Linked DNA regions of Mus musculus: region 2 is linked to region 1. The links are chromatin contacts, called in public Hi-C maps. All regions are on one chromosome and are shown on one strand. The core of a region is the stretch at or near the end of the contact, and the rest is flanking DNA. Distances in the headings are between cores, read along the strand shown.

What was found. A called contact is a pair of places that touch in the nucleus more often than the background predicts.
Region 2: a contact with region 1 is called in a Hi-C map of myocytes, with 1.6 times the contacts expected there. The contact joins two enhancer-like sites. A contact is called at or near these places in 2 of 484 Hi-C or Micro-C datasets (liver and myocytes) and 1 of 9 other capture datasets (embryonic stem cells).

What each region holds. Positions count from the first base shown.
Region 1 is chr5:119,166,349-119,169,687 of GRCm38.p6, forward strand. No RefSeq gene overlaps it. Among named protein-coding and RNA genes, the nearest start is that of Gm7538, 32 kb to the right of the region's middle. Within about 2 kb of position 1,698, at least 92 of the 459 cell types and tissues checked have an H3K27ac peak or open chromatin away from gene starts, as enhancers often do. A contact at or near this core is called in myocytes, where this site is marked.
Region 2 is chr5:119,561,513-119,565,203 of GRCm38.p6, forward strand. No RefSeq gene overlaps it. Among named protein-coding and RNA genes, the nearest start is that of AW549542, 17 kb to the right of the region's middle. Within about 2 kb of position 2,124, at least 20 of the 459 cell types and tissues checked have an H3K27ac peak or open chromatin away from gene starts, as enhancers often do. A contact at or near this core is called in myocytes, where this site is marked.

The DNA of each region.
Region 1 (3,339 bases), core at 448-2,947:
GGAGAGGTGCCATCTTCTCCATTGGACTTTGGTTGGGAGGGTGTCTGGAGACAGGGAATGAAAAATGGGTCCTTGGACTTCTGTGTCCTCAAAGGTTTGCTGGGTGACGATGATGTTTCCCATGGTGCCAGCCTCCAAGGTGACTCTGGGTGATCCTATAGGGATGGGATGCACTTCACTTTCTCCCAGGGCTGGTTTGTAGGACCAATAGCATCCAGCAGAAGATACTTTTGGCAGAAGCCAAAAGAAGACACTCAAAAGAGTATCACTTTTGAGTTAGGCAACACAGTTACAGCAATGTCTCTCTCTTTCCCATCTTCTCTCCCTTTCTTCCTTCCTTTGTTCCCATCAAGATCTCCTTTCCTCTCCCCTCTCCTTCTCCTGTTTCTTCCCCTCCCTCCCTCCATCTCCCTCTTCCTCTTTCCCTCTCTATTGACCTATTGAAGCTGCTTTAGAAGAAGAAAGACCCACACAGAGAGTTGCTGGTTCTTCCCGACACCACCTCACAGAAAAGCTTGGAAATGGACTTATGCCCAGTTGAACCCTTCAATGAGATGGCTACACTCCTGATCATGTGAGCCAATGAGACAGAACCGCAGCGATGCTACTCCCACAGTCCTGACCAACAGAAGGTGTAAGATAACAGACATTCACAGTTTTAAATCACTCACTTTTGGACAGCTCCTGGTAGGAGCGTGGTATCAGAATCATTTGCATATTCATATAACTGAGGGTTATTAATATCCACTAGACACTTTTATTCCATGCTTATCACAGTTATACACAAAGCCAGAAGATCACCCTCTCTTAAATATGTGGCAATGTACTTTGACTGCCTCCCTGAGACTCAGTTTCTCCACTTTACAATAAATATGACAGCAGTGTCTATCAAGGGGTTGTCTGAGGACCGAATGGAATAAGATACTCCAAGTGCCAAGGATAGAGCCTGAAACACACTGACTGCTCAACAAATTCAGTTTCTATTAGTCAGGGAGAGAAAACGGCTGGCTTATAATGAAGATGTCTGTTGCAGTCGCAATGATCAGATACATGACTTAAAAACAGACGTTTATTTTGACTCGCGCTTCAGGGCATCCAGTCCACTGTCTCAGCAAGGCAAGTGCCTGGTTGCATGTCAGTAGCTGGTGGGGGTGCCAAGAGCTAGGCCAGGAAGCAGGTCTGGACCATAAACCTCTAGACCTATCCCTGTGCCCCTGTGGTGCCAGTTAGGCTCCGCCACCTCCCCCAAACAGCGCCGCTTACTGGGGACTGAGTGTTCAAACCCATGGACCCCCTGGGGGAATCTTCTCATGCAAACCCTGGCAAGGTATCTCAAGGAGACATAGGAGGAAAGTTCGCCATGGTCGGTCCCATGGTAGTTCGGCTGTTAGTTCCTTTGCTTGCTGAATAACAAGCCTGTTCCCAATGGCTGCCAAGCACAGGGAGGAACGCCCTCACCCCCACTCCCCGGCAGCCAGCATTCAGAAAGTCCTCCAGCCCAGCCACGAAGAATCGACTGTGTCCACCCGTGCCTCTCTGGCAGAAAAGAGAATCCCTGATTTTTCTGGACACGTTCTGTCGCTCTCTGGCTGCGTGCCCGGCTTTACTAAGCCGTTCCATTCTCTCATGACTCAGGGATGAGTGTGGGGGACTGAGTCATGGGAAGCTGGGTGGGGTGCGGGTGACCACGTGGTGTGGACCGTAAGTTATACAGGCTTGGGGGGGGGAGGGCTCACGGAAAACAGCGGCGTGCACCAGAGTGCAAAGAGAGCAGAGAAACCAAGCTCAGATGCAATTCCCTTTAGCTGGGGAAACTGGTGTTTTCCTATCACGGGGAGGGAGAGCTGAGTGAGAACTTGGTCTTTGAATTCCCGCCCTGATGCTCTTGTTACCTTTTAGGACAATCTCCCCCTAAAAGACACAGGGGGAGAGAGCGATGATTATGATATTTTCAAGTTTTAGCACCACCCCTAGGACCCGGTAGAAAGGAAATATCAGTGGGATGGGTGAGGACCTTGCTCTGCAGAGAGCAGTGCTTAACCCGTGGAAGGCCCTGGGTTTCACCAGTCAACTCCAAAACAAAATCCAAACAAAAAAACCACAAGGAAAACGAGTCAAGATCCTTCTCAAGCATCGAAAAATTATAAACAGGACAGAACAGAATTGTCAAGGGCAGAGTAGGTAGGGCCTTTTTTCATTTCATGTCTGTTATAGCGCACATTTTCAAAATTAGCACCCAGAAGAGCGTAGATGTTTTGATCCACGCTGCTTGTAATTGGGGTAGAACTCGGACTACAAGATCCATTATTGACCAAACTACAAGATCGCTCATCCGTTATTGACCAATGGAGATTTGATTCTGAAACTACCAGAAGAGGAGTACTCAGTAATGAGGCACAACCACAGGCCAGAATCCCAGTCCACACAGAAATGCAAATGACATCCGATTAATGAACCATCAAGTCCTGATACAATAAGAATCACACAGCCTAATTTTGTTTCAAATAATCTTCGATGAATATGTATGAATATAAGAACTCTAGATATCTGGAAAGTCACACACACACCACCATAATGTCAACAGTCCCAAGAGGTGGCCTAGCTTCGGAAGCAATTAGAACCAAAGTGGATTTGATGTAAAAATAAATCTGTAAAAGTCTATAGCGTTTGGGACGGCAATATGGCTCAGCAGCTAAAGGTGCTTGCCACCAAGTCTGATGTCCTGAGTTCAATCCCTAGGACCCACACGGTGGAAGCAGAGAACCAGAACTGGCTCTTACAAGTTGTTCTCTGATCTCTGCATATGTACAGTGCCATGCACACACACACACACACACACACACACACACACACACACACACACTCGCGTGCGCAAAAACATCCCATAGTATTCTTACAAGCATGTTTATACCTAGTGGATCTTTACTTTTTTATCAGGCAATCTAAATATTAGAGATGAAAATCAAGGCGCCCTGAGTGCTTTGGGTTTCTTGGCAAAATAAGCAAGCCAGGGGCTGCTAGCTAGTTAAGAGGAAGGGAACAGGGAATCACAGAGCAAGTGAGCAGTGGAAGCCAGAACCTGAAAGAATGGCGTGTGCAGCTGTGTGGGAAATGAAACTTCACATGCATCGTGCTTTCGGTGGGCGCGGGGGTGGAGAGTGACAGGTGCACAAGGCTCACTGTCCTGTTACCAACACTGTGTGTTCAACCATCACTGGATGCTCAGCCTTGCCCTGCCCTTTTCTTCTCTTTGGCCGTCACCTCTTTTCAAACAAGAATGCAACCATTTAAGCTCCTGTATCAACCCCTGCTTTCCCTTCTCACTCCTTGCCTCTCTGT
Region 2 (3,691 bases), core at 874-3,373, 400 kb after region 1:
AACACTTCCTCCACTTGATACAGCCCAGGATCCTCTGCCCAAAAGCAAGCTACGTCATCCCATATCAATTAATGTTGTCAAGGTAATCCCCCACAGGCTGGTCTCCCCAGTGAGTCTAGGATCCTGTCAGATGGGATTAGCATGATCAGCATGGTGTATTTGAAAACATAGGGTTCTCCCAGTTATTCCACCTACTAGGGACTGCTTGATCACAGCCTGGTGTCTTACCCGTTTGCCTAAGTTTGTGCATAAGAAGAGTGGGCTGGTGACAAAGTTGTACCTCATGAGCTGACCCGCAGAAGAACAACCGCCTCCACGGTCAGTCAGAAGGCTCAGGCTGCTGTGTGTTCATGCATGCATGCATGGATGGATGCGTGTGTACGTGTGTGCATGAGGATCCTGCACCACACCCAGTGTAACAGTTTCTCTGAACTTCTCCTTCCAGACCTTTCAAAGCAAAGTGCCCAGTCTGCTAGAGCATAAAATTATAATTGTCACATTTTATGTCTGTGTGCTGGGGGAGGAAGGGTCTGTGATATGTTGACTCAGGTCAAAGAACAATCTCAAAGGTCAATCCTCACCTTCTACCTTGTTTCCAGACCAGGTCCTTGTTGTTTGATGCTGGCACACAAGGCTCTGAGGATTGTTTCACATCTACTTCTTATCCCACCAACCAGCCTGCACTATCTAAAGAAGGAGGAGGAGGAGGAAGAGAGGGAGGAAGGGAGGGAGGAGGAGGAGAGGGAAGGGAAGGGGAGGGGAGGGGAGGGGAGGGGAGGGGAGGGGAGGGAAGGGAAGGGAAGGGAAGGGAAGGGAAGGGAAGGGAAGGGAAGGGAAGGGAAGGGAAAGAAAGGAAGAGGAGGAGAGGGATGGGGAAGAAGGGGAGGAGAAGGGGAAAGGAGAAAAAAGAAAGAAGAGAGAAGGGAGAAGAGGAGGAGGGGAAAGGATGACAGAAAAGCAGAGGAGAAGAAGGAGAGGAGAGGAGAGGAAGAGGAGGGAGAGAAGAAGGGGAGGAGGAGGGAGGAGTGGAGGGGAGGAAAGGGGGGAAGAGGGAGGGGAGGGGAGGGAGGAAAAGGGGAGGAGGAGAAGGAAGAGGGGGAGGGAAAGGAGAAAGAGGAAAAGGAAGAAGAGGGGAGGAGGGGAGGAGAGGGAGGAAAAGGGGGAGGAGGAGAAGGAAAAAAAGGGAGAGGAGGAGGGGAGGAAAGGAAAGGAAGAAGAGGAAAGGAGGATAAAGAAGAGGAGGAGGGAGAAAGAGGACAGAAAAGTAGATAAGGATAGGAAAGAACAAGGATGGGGAGGAGGAGGAAGGAATGGAGGAGGGGGGAGGAGGGGGAAGAAAAGAAGAAGAAGAAGAAGAAGAAGAAGAAGAAGAAGAAGAAGAAGAAGAAGAAGAAGAAGAAGAAGAAGAAGAAGAAGAAGAAGAAGAAGAAGAAGAAAGGAGAGGAGGATGGGGAGGAGGAGGAGTAGAAGAAATTTAACAGTGCCAAACTTTACCCTTAAGAAGCAGACAATGCTGACCAGGGTTGCACACACCCTAACTCCAGCACTCCGGAGGCAGAGGCAAAAGGATCTGTGAACTCTGTGAGTTCAAGGTCACCCTGGTCAACAGGGTAAGTTTCTGGCCAGACAGGGCCATGTTGAGAGACTGTCTCAAAGTAGGAGGGCAAGATTAGGTCAGGAAGATGGCTCAGTGGGTGGGTAAAGATGCTTACCACCAAGCCTCATGTCCTGACTTGGGTCCCCAGGACCCACATAGTGGAAGGAGGGAACCCTACCCACACACGCAATAAATAAATAAAATGTAGATTAAAATTAAAAGGAAGGAAAGCAATGTAGGTAGCTACATAGAGTAATTCCTTTTGGCAGTGTTTTGTTTTGTTGGGGGTACTGGAGTTTGAACCTAGGACTTTGTGCATGCTCGGGACATGCTTCACCACTGAACCATATTCTATTCCTGACATTTCTAGAACAACGCTGGGGCCCGACTGCAAGAGAACCAGATACCCTCTACTCTACACGGGCTGGAATGGGCTGATTGATGGATGGATGAGTGCATTGTGCCCCACCCAGAGGCCTAATAGCAGCGGGAGTCAGGAGGGCGCCATAAATAACACGGTAACCACAGTGATGCTGGGACCGGGAATGCCCGGGCTACTCTGCTCTCTGAATAGGCCATGAAACTGGATCCTGCCTGCCCTCTCTCCCAAGAAGGTGCCCGGAAAATCTACAACCGGGCCCACAAGCAGAAAGCACGAAGATGAAGGGCCTAGGGTCAGCCAGAGTCCTCAGCCCACATCCCACAGGCCACCGCACATGCCCTGGGCTGCCCCTGCCAGCTGCTTCCCAAGAGGCCCCCCGGGATGGAATAGCTGGGCTGCGTGCGTGCTGCCTCACCTCGCGGGTGGACGGTTTTGGCAGGCCTGTGAGAGAAGTTCGCAGAACACCTGCTCCCGGGGTGTGTGCAGGCTGACCCTCTGCAAGGACTCCCCCGCTTTCCTGGGGCCCTAAGTGATCCTTAGACGTGCCCTGGGCCCCGGCCACCGCTTTTTTGCAGTAATCAGAGCAATGAAGCGCATCTGCTGCTCGCGGGGGTGGGGCCCCAGACAAGCCTTGCCAAGCGTGAGCACTTCCAGAGGAAGAGGCGGCTTCAGCCAGCCGGACCCTGCCAAGAGAGTCTGGGAAATACAAGACCACCTCCAAGACTCAGCCTGGCTCCCTCTGCCCAAGGATCCTTGCTTGGCTCCAAGCATCCCTCCTGTGTCTCCACCACGGGAGACGGAAGCGATTCTGCTCCGATCCTGTATGCTCTGCATCCGAATGCCTGCCAAAGCACCAGAGGAGAGACCGCAAAGGAGCTTGAGAGACAGCTGTTGTAACCCTGCTGCTTTCTGCTCTTCTCTCTGAACTGGGTCCCCTGGAGCCCAAGCAGGTCTCAAACCCTCTATGTAGTTGAGGATGAGTTAACCCTCCTGATCCTCCTGCCTCCACCTCTTAAGTGCTGGGATTAGAGATGCTGGAGATGGAACCTCTGACCTCGTTCGTGCTAGACAACCACTCCGTCAGCTGAGCTACATCCCCAGCCCTTTGATAATCCTTCTGGAATTCTGATTGAAGGCTTGGAACCATCTCCTATGGATGCAAACCCACACTTGTGGGAAGACTTTCAGGGACATTTTTTACTGAGTTAAACACAGAGTTACTGAGTGATCCAGCAGTCTGAGCCTCATTATCTACCCAGGAAAACTGAAAAGCTTGACAGGAGGCAGGCATGGTAAAGCCATGCTAAGATCCCATCCATTGAGTGTCTGAGACAAAAAATTAAGCGTTCAAAGACTGGGGTGGGGGAGGTGCACAATCCAGAGGACCTGAGTTCGAATCCCCAGGACTTAGGTGAAAATTTAGGTATAGTGATTATGCCCATGACCTAAATAATGGTGGTCAGGTGAAGATGGGGGTTCCTGGGGCTCACTGGCCAACAAGTCCAGCTTAAATGGTGAGCTTTAGGTTCTATGAGAGACCCTGTCTCAAGAAATGAAGTGATACAATAAGCAGAGTTCACTATAAAGATCAGAGACCAGCCAGGTGTGAGGCCAACCTGGTCCAATCTCTCTCTCTCTCTCTCTCTCTCTCTCTCTCTCTCTCTCTCTCCACACACACACACACACACACACACACACACACACACACTAAA